Linked DNA regions of Larimichthys crocea: region 2 is linked to region 1. The links are chromatin contacts, called in public Hi-C maps. All regions are on one chromosome and are shown on one strand. The core of a region is the stretch at or near the end of the contact, and the rest is flanking DNA. Distances in the headings are between cores, read along the strand shown.

The links. Hi-C and Micro-C count contacts between places; a contact is called where the count stands out from the background.
Region 2: a contact with region 1 is called in a Hi-C map of muscle, with 2.1 times the contacts expected there. The contact joins the promoter of gdap1 here to the promoter of rdh10a in region 1. A contact is called at or near these places in 2 of 7 Hi-C or Micro-C datasets (both in muscle).

The regions. Positions count from the first base shown.
Region 1 is chrXXIII:11,602,228-11,609,746 of L_crocea_2.0, reverse strand. rdh10a (retinol dehydrogenase 10a) reads right to left here and starts at 3,725. Exons shown (of 6, transcript XM_027274310.1): 1 at 3,111-3,725; 2 at 2,494-2,729. The coding sequence starts at 3,396. It overlaps rpl7 (ribosomal protein L7), which reads left to right and starts at 6,149. Exons shown (of 7, transcript XM_010733846.3): 1 at 6,149-6,259; 2 at 6,762-6,861; 3 at 6,954-7,120. The coding sequence starts at 6,246. It overlaps LOC113744535 (small nucleolar SNORD12/SNORD106), which reads left to right and starts at 7,362; the gene lies at 7,362-7,451.
Region 2 is chrXXIII:11,752,779-11,760,297 of L_crocea_2.0, reverse strand. gdap1 (ganglioside induced differentiation associated protein 1) reads right to left here and starts at 3,153. Exons shown (of 6, transcript XM_010733760.3): 1 at 2,951-3,153; 2 at 1,881-2,073; 3 at 1,191-1,364; 4 at 699-793; 5 at 149-263. The coding sequence starts at 3,109. It overlaps jph1a (junctophilin 1a), which reads left to right and starts at 4,387. Exons shown (of 7, transcript XM_019260777.2): 1 at 4,387-4,566; 2 at 4,686-5,185. The coding sequence starts at 4,807.

The DNA.
Region 1 (7,519 bases), core at 2,476-4,975:
AGACAGCAAGGGACTGAATCATAGCAGTTTGTCCATGTGTGAGTGTGTGCACGCGCTAAAGTGTGTGTATGTGTGGCAGAGCCGGATGAACAGAGCTGGCCTCCATGGCTGCCATGCAGCTGCACCCACTGCCTCCAAATCAGGTTGGGAGGAGTCAGAGGGGCCTGTGGAAGGAGGACAGAAGAAGTGTGGGGTCTGAGCCGGGCCAGTCTGGCAGACACACACACAAACACACACACTATGATTACCATCCGCTTCCTGTTCATGTCTCCATCCCTGCCTTATTCCCACTACGCTGTCCAACAAATGAGACAAAATAAAAAATCATCTTTTTTTCATCTAAACTTGGCAGTCTTTGTCTGTGCTTATTTTACACTCTGGTGTATTTTAGATGTAGGGAAAGCTTTGAACCTGCTGTCATGTTGCTCTTGAGAAACTGTTGTAATTTCAGTGACTGGCTGGGATTAATGCAGGGAGGTGGACAAGTATTGGGGATTTTTCCTGATACCTCCCTGAGTGGCCCTGAGTAATCAAGTTTTGCCAAATAGTGACGCTTGACAGGCTGAATAAGATGAACACACCTCACGAAGAATGCATCCCAGAATGTTAATGTCCATTGCTGTAGCCTAAAAAACATGGACAATGATGGAGCAAATAAACATTAATTAAAATGACACTTTGATTTCTTACTTATTGTTTTCAAGAAAGTCAAACCCCTTTTGTAATTTCCTTTTGTGTCAGCATGAACACAAATATTCATTTAATATCTACTTGGTATGACAAGGCTCTAAACTAGTATTACTTCAGTCATGAAGCACAATTATTAATAATTAATTCGTTTTATAAACCGGTTGATCAAAAAAAAAGGGGGGAAAATAAATCAAAGGTTTGTGTAATTCTCCATACTGCATGCAATGAGTAACTGTACCGTGTTTGTGTAAGAAAGGAAAGTGGACAGGTCCCTGTTAGTCTAAGCTCTATTCATCTAGCTTGTGTCTTTAATGAACCACATCCTCCATTCTGGCTGTCGCCATTCATTAAGTTCCTCTTTCATCTGCCCCCCCACCCCTAAAGAAACCACGCTCTGCACAGAATATGGGAGAACAAACACAGGCCCCTATTAAAAAAAAAAAACCCAAATCTGCCACCCAACCACTGGATCCTGACTTCAAATCCTGGATGTTAAAAAATAAAAATAAAAAAAAATAAGTGGTGATGGCCAGCAGAGAGCCCCATGAATAGTTGAATGGAGCAGCCATTAAAAGAGGAAATACACAACCTGCCTGACTGACAACACAAGAGATTTTCATGCTCAATTAGGGAGCTTCACAATCACTGTGGTTTCATGGTATCACTGAGAATGCGGTTCTCTGTCAAAAGAAGAGTCTGCAGCCAAAAATCTCAAAATGAGCATCATGCGCTTCACTAGACCCATTGCTCAATATATCGTGGCAAATGCAATCAAAGATGAAATAGTCAATTTAGAGCCATGCCAACAGGCAAAAGGACACAATCTGAATCTTTGCTAAATACTCCACAGCAGGCCTATAAACCAATTTGTGCACAATCACTACAACTGTCCCACACAGGTGGCCAACTGTATGCAATCAATTCTCATTAGTGGTCTATTTGGCAATTTAGAAGAGGAGCTTAAATGCTACACACTTAACTCTAAATCTCATCAGTAAGGTTACTCTTCAATGGATTTCTAATTGCCAGCTGCTTTCCACGCCCCCCAAAAACACACACAAGCACATGAAATAAAGCTGTGATAGAACCTGGCCTGTTCCACACTGCAGCTTATGCTTATCTTAAGTACAACATATTCACTCCATCAAGTCCACGTAGCCTTTCAGATAAGTATTCACACTGAAAAGGCCGGAGGAACGGAGCCAGAGTAAAATCTGATACACAACAAATCACTGCCTGCCAACAAAATGTGGCGAGCTGATCCAACACAGATCCAACCCACGTACAGAACCCCCCCCACTTCAATCACGCAAGTCAGATTTGTGCAGATCTGCGCTGCAGAGAGGAGAGGAATGGAGAGGAGAGGAGAGGAGAGGGAAGGGCTGACATACCATGTGGATCATCACTGATCGGGGCTGCCAGAGAGCAGCAAAGGCAGGATTTACAAAGCCAAACCCGTGACTCTCCTCTGGCAGAATTAAACTAAGTGGAGCTGAAATTTGAACATGCCAGGGAACTATTTATGGTCACACTTTTTTCAGTCCCAGAGACACACATACATACACTCACACACACACACACACCTTTGATTCTTGGCACACAGACGGATAAGATTATGAATAGGCATGCAAGTCAGGCTGCAAACATTCCTGTGAACATAGCATCACAGTAAACACATTTGATAATACTGTGCTCATGGAAACCGAGGCAGCGAGATCAAACCATCATACTATAGGTCTAAATATACACACACAACACAAATTACATATTTTCACATGCTTCATTGTCTGTGCATCAACTCACCCAAAAGTGTGCATGACAGTTGACCACCATGGTGCGCTCGATCAGCTCATCGGGACACTCCAGGAGGTGATGGCCAGAGACGACGCCGGCGTTGTTGATCAGTATGTCTACCTCTCCCACCTCTCTGCGGACCTTCTCAGCCGTGGAATACACACTCTCACGCTTTCCCACATCACACACATAGGTGTAGACCTGCGGCTGGAAAGGAGGGACCTCCTCTACCCCTCCAACAGGTCCTGTAGGGGGGGGGGGGGGGGGGGGGGGGGGAGATGGAAATAAGATGACTAAAGTGATCAGTGAAAAACTTTGTTGAGTAAGCTGGAACCGACATATGAATTAAGTAGTCAAGGTTGATCATGGATTTCAAAAAAACTAATGTTAAGAGACCATCTGAAGAAGCAAGTCAGTCATGTTTAAAGATCTGATGCCTGTGAGACGCTGCAACCATGTCCACGTATCTTGCGTGAAACATTTCCACACAGCATGCGATAACACTGTATCTAGTATCTTTGAAATATAATTACCTAACACTTAAGAAAACACAGATTACAAACAACAGATTGTCCATGCGTAAAAAACAGATAACATCTTAATTGCTGCAAATAAAGCAGACTTACCGTCTTTGGTTATGGGAGTGTCCAATTCATGGTATATCTGCCGCACCATCTCCGCGGTTTCCTCGTTGCTTTGGCTGTTTATGTCCCATAACACCAGTATCGCTCGTCTCCGGGCGAACTCCTTGGCAAAGAGCCGCCCGAGGCCGCTTCCAGCCCCGGTGATCACGCACACCTGTCCCGCCACGCTCTTCTCCTTGGGCCGCACAACCCATTTAGCCCCGGCAGTCACAAATGCCCAGAGCACTTTTAAAATAACCACGAAAAACTCCGCGATGATAATCATCATCTTTGGCCGGATAATTCAAAAACAAGTAGCGAAAGGAAGGGGAAAAGATAGGTAGGGTCACGCCGACAAACTTGGTTGCACAGTTGCAAGGCAGGGGGGTAAGAAAAACGCTCAAAAACACCGCGCGTAAAAGTGGTGAGAAAAAAATACTAAAGCGCAAGCAGCTACCGCAACTTGTGTGCGTAAAAAGAGAGTTCAGGTGCTGCTCGGTCAGAGTCCAGTTGCCACTACTGTTGCGGTAAGTTATGAGCAGCTACTACGAACTGTGTGTGTGCCTCCTACTTCCTCTGCTGCTCCTCCACTCATCTCACACCCTTACTCGCGTCTCACTCGCTATTTATTCAATCCACCCATCAACGCTGGACCCAATAGGACTGAGACTTGAGCGCCTGTCAGAATGAAGCGCCGGGTCCATACACTACACTCAGAGAGGTGATGTAACCTCAAAGATTTCAACTAACACTCATCTGTTGCGGGTTTTTTTTTTCTTTCTACCTCAAATTCAGTATCACAAAGAAAGATCACAGAATAGCATTCACACCCTTGGAAACCACTGCATTTTTTTTTCTCTCTATTTGGAGTTTTATTACATTTAAAACAAACTTATATATAAAAAATATGGTTTTAGGACAAATAAAAATAAACTATCCCACTGATTAATATCACAAGATCTTGTTTTTAATATATTTTTTGGATTATGATTGGGATTTTACAACACAAATACAGTTTTTTTTTGGATTATGATTGGGATTTTACAACACAAATACAGTTTTCAGCCAGAGATCAGGCCATATTTTATTTTTACAAATCCAGGTCAATGTCCGCCCATACAAAGCGAAACCACTATTATTCATTCAAATATCCAAAATATGTCATTTGAGCTATTTTGGGGGGTTGATTTCAAGCTGTCACCAGTCTGACACATGCCACAGCAATTTACTGGCAATGATTCAGTACGAGCTTTTCATTGTGAAAGTGGAAAGATAAGATGACTGGAAAAAGGACTGGACCACATACTAATCCATGTGGTTTTACATGAAGGTGATTTTGATGGTGTAGGACAAAAGGCGCACCTGGGGGTGAGTGTAGGGTGCAATGCGTTTTTCACCGGTTTCCAACATTACCCCCCTTTATAGCGCTGGCTGACGACGTTGTGTAACGTCCTGCAGCAGCCTTTATCATGTGTGGTGGTGGGCGTGTCCCGTGTCCAAACCACGGGTGGAAGAATTAGAGTGTTAATGCCAAAATGTTAATATTGTATTCTATTCTAAGCTATTTAAGGTATTAACAACAATATAAAAAGCAGAACTAGCAATACTAATTATGAAAGAGCAATAACTTGTATGGGTAAGTTGAGTTAGGTAATTAAATGAATGATTGTATTGTTTTTTAAATTTTAATTAAACTGTAGGTCACTGTGCTATTTAGGTCTATAAGTCCGTGTGTGTTTTTTTAAATGCAAAATATTAATTTTGCATCTAAAAATATGTATATAAAAAGTTGCAACGAAAAGAAAAGAAAACTTCAAAGCAGCCCAAAATAGAAATACTACTTGGCCCTCACATTTGAAACAAATTAAACGCGCATCTATCAACAGATCTGTGTTTTGAATTAAACATTGACTGCAAAGTTACTAGTGGCCATATTGAATTGTTATGAAATTGCTTATTTCCATAACTCTGTTGTGCATCACGCTGCCTTTGTTTTATAACCCGAAGAAGGAGAGGGGGTCTTCTCTCCCCCCACTGAGATCCAGAATCCAGCGACACTGTCCAGCAAAGCAAACCTTCCCCTGCAGACGCGTCTGCAAAAATGAAGCGTTTGCTCCCTCTGCCGTACCAGCGCGTGTACAACCATCACCTGTGGCGTGGAAACTGGAAATGTACGGTCATAAATACACCGTGGATATTATTTGTATGTTACTTGTAGTCTCCTGTTCATGTCTAATTTGATTTTTTTTCAATTTTTTCTAATTTATACCATACAGTTATTATTTATATCATATCACTTACTTTTGTAATATTATTTATGGTCACTACTCTTGCAATAATATTATTATCCTCAGTACTTGTCTGTTTTGAAGGTTGATTGTCTTTCGTGTTTTTTGTGTAGGTTATAGATATTTCTGTCTGTTTAATTTCTGTCTGTTTATTGTGTTTGTTTGTTTTTTGCCTTTTCTACTTTTTTTCTAATTCTCTAGTGTATGCTACGTTTCCCTCTGCTGCTGTAACAAGTACATTTGCCCGTAGTGGGAAGAATGAATTATATCTAATCTAATCTAATTTCAAAACAATGACAAATATGCGACGAAAATATGGTCACATGACAGAATAGACAGTTTAAGATTAAGATTTCTAGAATTAGTTGTTAAATTGATTATTCTACTATCCAAATAAAAACAAAATAAAATTGACCGTGATATGACACCGTATATATAATATATAATTTTTTAAAAATATTTTTATTAGGAGGTAAGGCACAGTGGAGCAGGAACCAATGTTACAGTTACATCGAGCATCACATCTGGAAATGTAAACATATCGAAACAATAGAAATACTGCGCATCTTTATGAATGAAGAGTAAGACATAAGTTGTTTTCTTATTTTATAATAACTAAGGATTCTTGTATGTAATAAGTGAATAAGTGACACCGTATATTTAGAGGCCATTCAACCAACAGTACTATAAGAAAGACTATATTTAATCAAAACATCGCTTTATGATACTTAAATAGGCAAACTAAAGAAACTTTTTAAAATCAGGCACTCGGAAGGACAGTCCGCGGAGGTCCTAAAATCCTTTAACGCGCACATGCGCAGAAGGAGATTTCTCTTTCTCGGTGGGCGCAATGGCGGACGCAGAGTGAGTGTTTGCTGCGGTCTCTAAATCTGAGCACATCCAGTGTTTAAACAGCCATCCTTGATGATTTTACACCCTGGATAGATTATTTAGTTTGCGTGCACCATTATCCTGGCGGTATTGTTCAGGATTGTCATGTTTTATTGTTGTTATGATCACTTTATGGGGACTTACCCTGTAGCCCTAACAACATGGCTGTCTCTCCAGCCTCAGAGCTTTTGAACTTGAGCTTTTCTGTGATTTAAAAAGGGGAACTCAGCTTAGACTGAACTATTATAATACGTCGCTGGCTTTAGTGTTTATGGTTCTCACGTAAATACGCCACCATTGACGGGAGAGACGACATGAGCACAAGCCGGTAGATGACAGGCTAGCTGGTGGCTAATAGCGACCAGTGGCGGCTGTGAGACGTGTCAACGTGGTTAAACTCGCCATGTGAATGTGAAGGACAGTCGATGTTAGTGTGTTTCCAGTGTGACCATGAAGTTTACTCTGTGTGTAACAGAAAAAAAGTGCAGGCGGTCCCTGAGAGCCTTTTGAAAAGGCGAAAGGCCTTCGCCACCATGAAGGCCATGCGTATCAAGAAGATGCTGGCAGAGAAGAAGGTGAGTTTCTTTGCACACTCAGAAGAACTGATCTAACTCAGTGTAATTGGTCAGTTTCAGTAGTCATCTGTTTTTCTTTTGTGTTGTTTCAGGCCCGCAAAGTGACCAGGAAACTGATCTACAAGAGGGCTGAGAAGTACCACAAGGAGTACAGGCAGATGTACAGGCGTGAAATCCGTCTGGGCCGTACTGCTCGCAAAGTGGGAAACTACTACGTGCCAGCTGAGCCCAAACTGGCTTTTGTCATCAGGATCAGAGGGTGAGTGCTGTCGACTGAGGACAGGAGCATCAGTAACATTCACATGGGTTGCTAGACTTTAAGACGTGAAGCTCAAGCTGCTGATGTGGACTTTTTGAAACATCTGTTTGGGTGCCCAACATGCCATGTGTATATCTGTGGGTGCATCTTGCATGTTAAACTGTAATGCCTAAGTTTGGGCACTATAGCAATCCATGTAAATGTCTCTGATTCAGTCTCCTGCCCTGTGAATGCCGTTAGTTGCGTGGTTAATGATGTTCCTCTTTCCCCGACTGATCGACTATGGTGATACAAAAATGCAAAATAAGCCAATTATTTCTGAAACCACGATTGACTTGTTGAAGAAGCCGTGTACCGGTGCCGTCATGTGCTAACCATCGTCCTCGTTTTGTTCTGCAG
Region 2 (7,519 bases), core at 1,904-4,403, 150 kb before region 1:
TTCAAAATGTTGCTGCCATCAAAACTTCGATGTCACGCTGGCACATGTGTTGACATTATTACAGTCATAAAAATGTAATTGTGTCTTTTATTGTGTGTCTGTTAATAGTAAAGTGGTTGCTAAGTGACAAGCTATTGTGGTCGCTTACCAGGCGTTTCTTCCACCCTCCTCTGGAGCTCTGTCTCGACCTGGTCCATCACACTCTCCAGTTCATCCAGAAGCTTCTTCAGGTACTTCATGTTGTCATGGTCAAACAACTTGGACTACAGAAACATTTTTATATAAATACTTTTCTACACTGATTATACCTATTATTCATAATACCCCCAAAAACGCACATACCGACTAGGATATATAGACAAATGTGTTCTTTCAGCTGTTAATTTAAGAAAATAAACTTTATTTTCATTTGATTTAGAGATCATAATTTTTATGGATTAAATATAACCTTTGTTTTGCTAGGTGTCTGTATTACATTTGGACTCAGGAGCCCAGAGAGTCTCTAAGCCGAGTCCAGTTATTACAGCCTGGACAGCAATATAAAAAGCTGTAACTCAGTATTATGGGAAACCAGACTCCAAAAAGTCCAGAAATATGTATCATATGTTGCTATGTTTTGGCCTTTTAGGGCAGCACAGCTTAATAGAGAACGATAAATTACAGGTTTGTTTATTTGGCACTCTGCTAACTTTACTTACTTTCAAGCGCCGCTGTTTTGCTATATAAGCATCTTTAAGCTCTGGGTTCTGCTCTGCCAGTTTCTTTAGCTCCGTTTGTGTGTTTCCAATCTGCGCTGTCACACAGAAATACAGTGTCACGTTAGAGACATTATACAGTGATTATTAGAACAAAAGTTTGGTCTGAAAATTCATAATATTGTACAGAAAACACCTTTCCTTTCATGCAACATCTCCCTTTAATTAACAGGCATTTAACAATAGATATAAAGCATGCAGGCAAGAATTAAAGGTGTTCAACTAAGTAGAAAACTTTAAATGTGAGTAGGTTGAGCAGATTGAGTGAGATCTTTGTGGAAGGCTGCCAACAATTTGTTGAATGCATGCCTAGAAAATATAAGGCTGTTCCCCTGGCAACAAGGGGTTTTATCTAGTACTTGGCATAGAGGAGATTATGTGTAGTTGTGCCTGTTTAAAAAAAAACACTCGAGTGCATCACTAAGTGTGTCTTACTTCGTATACATGTGGCAGCATATGCAGGTATGTGGGAGTCCACTGTGATCTCAGGGTGGAGGATGCAGCCATGGGTGTAGGCATCCATCTGCAGCGAGTCCAGCAGCTCTCTGTAGTGTTGCACTCTGAGATAGTATGTACTGCCCTCTTCAGGGATCAGCTTGGGAGTGCCCTCTGGAGACAAACAAATCATGAAAAGGACGGAGCAAGCAACACATGTATGAATGTAAAGGTACTACTTTTTTTCTATCTCCAAATAGAACAGAAAGGAATCAAATTGACTTCTGCCACAGACAACTGAGAAGTGTTTTGATCATTACAAGCAAGCGAGGCTAGCTTAGAATACAGGAGAGCAGTTAAGACCTTTGGATGAGCTTAAATAGGTTCATGCTTACCAGATTTTTGGTGACTGGATGGGACAAGATCAGTGCAAACCAACAGAAAATGGAAAATTTAACAGAAAATGATGAATGGTTGAAAAATAAACAAAGGCACAATACAAAATGTACAACAAATTCAAATAAAAAATGACATTTAGTTTAAAATTAAATTCAACAAAGACCACAGTTGAATTGATAGGATGCATGCAAGATGGATAGGATGGATAGGTAGATAACTATAGCGGGCATAAGATGCAATCTTATGTTTTTCAAAACATAGTTTAAACATAGCTTTTTTTTTCAGTCTCACCATCATTGAAATTTTGCTCCAAGTAGTCCATGATCTGTGTTGGATCACAAATGACGTTGTCATTGTGGACTAGGACCGGCACCTCACCAGTGGGATTAAGGCGCATGAACCAGGGCTCGTTGTGTTCACTGAGCGGTAGGCTCACATCATATTCTTCACAGTGCAAACCTTTCTCTGCTATGGCCAGACGCACCTGCAAAACAAAAAAAATTTTGTAGCAAAAAACAAAATCAATCTTAATCCCATCTAAGGATATAGTTCCTCTCAGTTCATGTTTACCACATATTATGACAAAAAAACAAACAGATGGGCTACGTCTGGTTATGTTGCCACATATTTAGGTAATTTTAATTTTAACAGAAATATGAACAAGAACAAAACATCTATTTAGTGTTTTACAAGATTTTTAACATACTGTTTGTATGTTAGAGAAGCGAAAGTAATATATTATCGATAATTCTCTCGCCTAACATACTGCCTACTGTCCAGTAGGTCCCGTCCACCCGCCCCTTCCTTAGTCCTCTTCCGTCCCATCCACTCCAACCCCTTTGCAGTGAGTTATACTTTTATGGAGCTTATAATTTTTGTTGACAATGTCTGAGAGGTATTAATTTAAATACCATGGTTACTAATTAGGTTGGAGTTTGCAGTAGTGTTAAACCTGGACTGCATTATATCAAGAGGTGTTTCTAATATTTGGGCCACCCCCTTTGCATACATATAATGCAGTCCAGTTTAACACTACTGCAAACTACAACCTCAACAGTAAACATAACAGTTAAATTAATATCTCTCTGACAGTGTCAAAAACAAAAACTGAAACATTATAAGCTTTGTAAAAGCAGATTTGATGGCAGGGTTGTTGTGTTGGATCACATTGGATTGCACAAGAGATTATTTTTGCAACCGAGTACAGATTGTCTGGTCGGTGGGCTTCACAGAATAAAGGCAGTGTCCACAGATAACTCGGATGTCTGAACATCTTCTGACAACATTTCAGAAACATCTGACTCGACATGTGACGGGGAGCTGTCCACTGCGCCGTGGTGCTGAATCGTAAAGACACTCACCTTCTGAGAGTTGAACGACTGCGTCCAGTGATACAGCGTTAACTTTGACTCGCACAGTTTGGCAACTGTATCACACTGCTGCTGCACATCTTGTTCCGAGTCTGTCTCTATAAGAGCTGTTTTCTCATCTTGGGATACAGAGCTGTTTTCGGACGCCATTTTATCTGTTAGTGTTTTTTAGGGGACAAGTGAGGACAGCACATAATATCACAGCAGACAAAATACACCTCCTACTGGCACGGAGTGGAACATTTATCCTCTTCATTTCATAGAGGTACAAACTCTTAAAAAATAAATATAATAATGATAGTTCCTAATTTATTTGTATAGCACGTTTCTGTGCTTCACAGGGCAAAATAATAAAGATAGACAACAGTGAATAGTTGAATTATTAAAATGTTATAATAAATAAAAGCCAGTAAGAAAACCAAAAACCTAAAAAAAGAAAAGTTTAAGAACAATTGTACAAAAATTAAAAAACAAATGAACAAACTTAAAAACTACAACAATAAAACAAACCTATAAGATGAATAAGCACAGGGGATAAAAAAGTCAAAGGAAGGATGACCAGGACTTAAAAGCTCGGTGTTGTAGTCCTAACCATGTTACCCATAAGTCTAAACGTGCTTTATTAATTAAGTTTGTAAGTCTGCAAGTTAGTTTAAAAGTTCATAATTTAAGACTATCCAACAAATAAGCGTTGAGCTACCTAGTATCACAGCTGTACAATGAGTGCATTTGGACAGAAGAGGTCGCTGTTATCTATCCATTAAATGTGTGAGTTACACAAACTGCTCTGTGGTCAGCCCTGATCCAAACAGTGGCCACACTGCTGATACTTGCTTTCACTAATTGAATCATTTGAAATTCATTTTCTGTAGGTTTTAGAGAGAGGCTGACATGAAGCACTGACTAAAGTAGGCTGATGACTAATGTGCTGACTCTTATGGAGTCATTTTGAAGTCAAAATGGCCTTTGCTACAACACATTTTGCAAAAATAAAAACGGTTTATTTAGCTCTCATAGCAGTAATAACACAATACTATGAGACACAAAGACATTTCATAAGATAAGATATTCTATAGTAGAATATATAACAAAATCTACAACTTATAGGCTTAGAAAATACATTCAAACAATAATGTACTGAACACAACATGAACTTGATATGAGTATTAGTGATACTGCATGCTGCACAAATCTGATCTCTAAATCTAAATAGGTATAGCTGTATTTATAGTTTCCTGGTATACATTATCACCTCACAAATATAAGCCATAGGAATAATATTATGTGATTTATAAACAAACTATAATAAGTAATAAACTCACTGTCATTATTCCTTATGTATCATTCACACCTGTAACGTGAGGCGTGTCTGTCAGATGTATAGAGCGCTTTGGCAAAGATATACAAGCACCTTATTTTGGGGGGTAACGCGCTTCACTGAGGGGGGGGAGAGAGAGAGGAGAGTGGGAGGTCCCTGTGGTGTGACGTTGCGATTGGCCCAGTGTCTTTCCTCAGCAGGGACTCGACGCCTCTCTCTCCCTCTGTGATCAGTGGGTGAGAGGGGGGAGACGAGCAACATACAACGGAGAACCCGGCGTGCGCCTCCGGTAAATGACGCCCACCATTCATACCTTTACACTTAGCGTTACGCATGCCTTTTGTATTGCATGTCAGTGTCTGGAAGTACCATCCTCTATCCTCACCCTCCTATTTTTTGCACCTTTAGTCATCATCTTGTTGGCTCATCCTTTCATCTCACCACCGGTCCTGGATCCCCAAACCTCGGTCCTGGAGACGCCTGAGTCTGCAGCAGCGCACGATCTGCTTTATTTCCAGCCTATATCTGAATGACGGGCGGAAGGTTTGACTTCGACGACGGTGGCACTTACTGCGGGGGGTGGGAGGATGGCAAAGCCCACGGACACGGCATCTGCACCGGACCCAAGGGCCAGGGCGAGTACGCCGGGTCCTGGTCGCACGGCTTTGAGATAGTAGGGGTGTACACCTGGCCCAGCGGGAATACTTATAAGGGCTACTGGTCCCAGGGGAAGCGGCATGGGCTCGGCGTGGAGAATAAAGGAAAGTGGATGTACCGCGGAGAGTGGAGTCACGGTTTTAAGGGTCGGTACGGTGTCCGGCAAAGCCACAACACACCTGCTAGATACGACGGTACCTGGAGCAACGGGCTGCAGGATGGATATGGGATCGAAACCTATGGCGATGGCGGTAAGAAACCATGGTCCAGTGTTTGTTTTGCGTGTGTGTCGCTTTAATGGCTGTGACTGATGATGTGTTATGTACTCTGTGCGTTTGTGAGGATGCTCAGAGTCCATCTGAGGGAGGCTAATGGAAAGACAACAGTCCATGAATCTCCATCTGATATGATCTGAGTTGAAGCTGAGATTGCGCACTGCGCACCGTGGTCAAGCGCAACATCATTTACCCCCTAAAAAAACTATGTCTTATCATCCCGGCAATGTTAACTTGCTGCAGTTTAACATAATGGTTCCTCTCTTATTTCAACTCATTTGGCAACTACCGGTTGCTCCTCATATGACAGTGGGAGGAGAGTGAGTCCTGTTGCCAGCTCAAGAAGGAGTTTGGAAATCACAGCAAATCAGTGTGTTTGGAGCCAATTATAGCCAGACTATCACCCACTCCTGTCATTTTCACATTTGAACCTTCACTGCGGTAACACACCTCTTCAAGAGTGTATCTCCTGCATAAATGCCAACCTCTCCAATTAAAATGAACTCGTTTAATCACATTTCTTGAGGAAGTCGAGTCATTATGCAAGTGTGTACAGCATGCCAAGACATTGGAACCCATTTCTAAAGAAACAACTGCAAAACATGTGCAATTTCAGTGAAAAGTTGTGAAGATTTAAAATTGTATTTAACACACATCTGTCATCATATGTCATCTATGGATTCAGTTATTTTATACACACCCCACATGACCTCACTAATCAGTGGCGTGTTCACAGATTGTCTAGAGACTTGTGTGATCAGGGAGGAAACATCTTGAGCGGTCTGCAAACACAGTTGCTTGTAGGCAGTGTAGCAGGCTTGTTACAGACAGTCCTCTCTGATTATAAAACAATCCAAGTCACGGGTGATTTGTGAGCATCGTATCGACTAACGGAAGCCTTATGGTGCAGAGTAAATGCCTCACATATGATGGTTAGAGAGGGCTGGACTTTGGAAATCAGCTGATCCTAGAGGATCTACAGAACATCTGGCCCGTCTGACCCTGCAACATCCTGATAACTTGATCTGCAGGGTGACCGATTTGAACTGTAGCGCAGAGCCAGCCTGTTAATCTCATGCCGTTTATCCATCTAAACTCCTGCCTGGGCTAGTATATCATTTTCTGTTAGAATCTGACTATTATGGCTTACTTCGTTGTTTTGGTCAATGAGATCCAGGTACTAGATCAAAAAGCCTTTCTTATTATTGAGGATCAGGATTGTAATATGATGCTCTGAAGAAGCTACAGTAGGCCAGCACATGCTCACTGGGCTCAGCAGCACCAAATGGGATTAATGAAGTATTCCTCTCATTATGTGACTCATAGCAATTCCCTGCCGTCAGAGACAAACGGATGGTGGTGAATGTGCCTACTGTCAGTGGGGGAGTTAGTGGCTGCCTGAAAATAGGCTCCTAGCTGAGTGATTCACATTTATCCCAAGTGATCCTCAGTATCAGTACCTTAATCAAATCTCTGTGATTGAGTTAAGTTATACTCACAGTCCCAGATCTGAGAGGAAGGAGAGAAAACATTTCATTGGCTGATATACTCCGTACCCCTACAGCAAGGCTCCTCTGTGTTCCCATATGTAGTGATGATTCAACGACTTAGTGCTGATATAGAGAATATCTAGCCAGCAAAAATGCAAGGTGCACAGCAGAGGAACAAGAGAAACCTTGTGAATGTCACAACACATAGCAAAATAAGTACAAAGTGTAACCTTTAAGGTTAATGTTACACAGGTATGATTTAAAAGCATTTACAAAACAGGTTATACTTATCTTCAAATATTCAGCTTTTATCATCAGTGTTGGTGCAAACTCTCCCCTTAATGCCTCAACCTTGAAGAGCATTAGTTTGCTCTGTTTTGTTCTTTGTCTTTCTGGGATAGTTTGTGGATTCAATACTGCAGACAATGTCTAGTCTTGTACACTATTTCAATTGATTTAGATAAAAGACAGCCCTGTTTTTGGAAGATGGCCCGGTGAGACTGTGCAAAGGCAAGCAAAAACAGACCCAAGTAGCACTTTTAATACACATTTGCTTATTAGAATCACTCTCAGACCGCAGCTGATCGGGCTTTACGATACCAACCAATGCCAAATATCTCTTCCTGGAACTGATGGGTAATAAAGAAAATGATCAGAAAGTGAGGCCTAATTTAATTTGCCCACATAGTGCTTTTAAATGTGGGATTTTACCTTCCGGAGATGGTAAAAATAGAATATACTGTATCTTCTGTTGTGTAATGCCAAAGAAATTGCTGGTGGTTGCCAGCCTGAGGGTGGAGTCCTCTAAAAGGGGTCACGA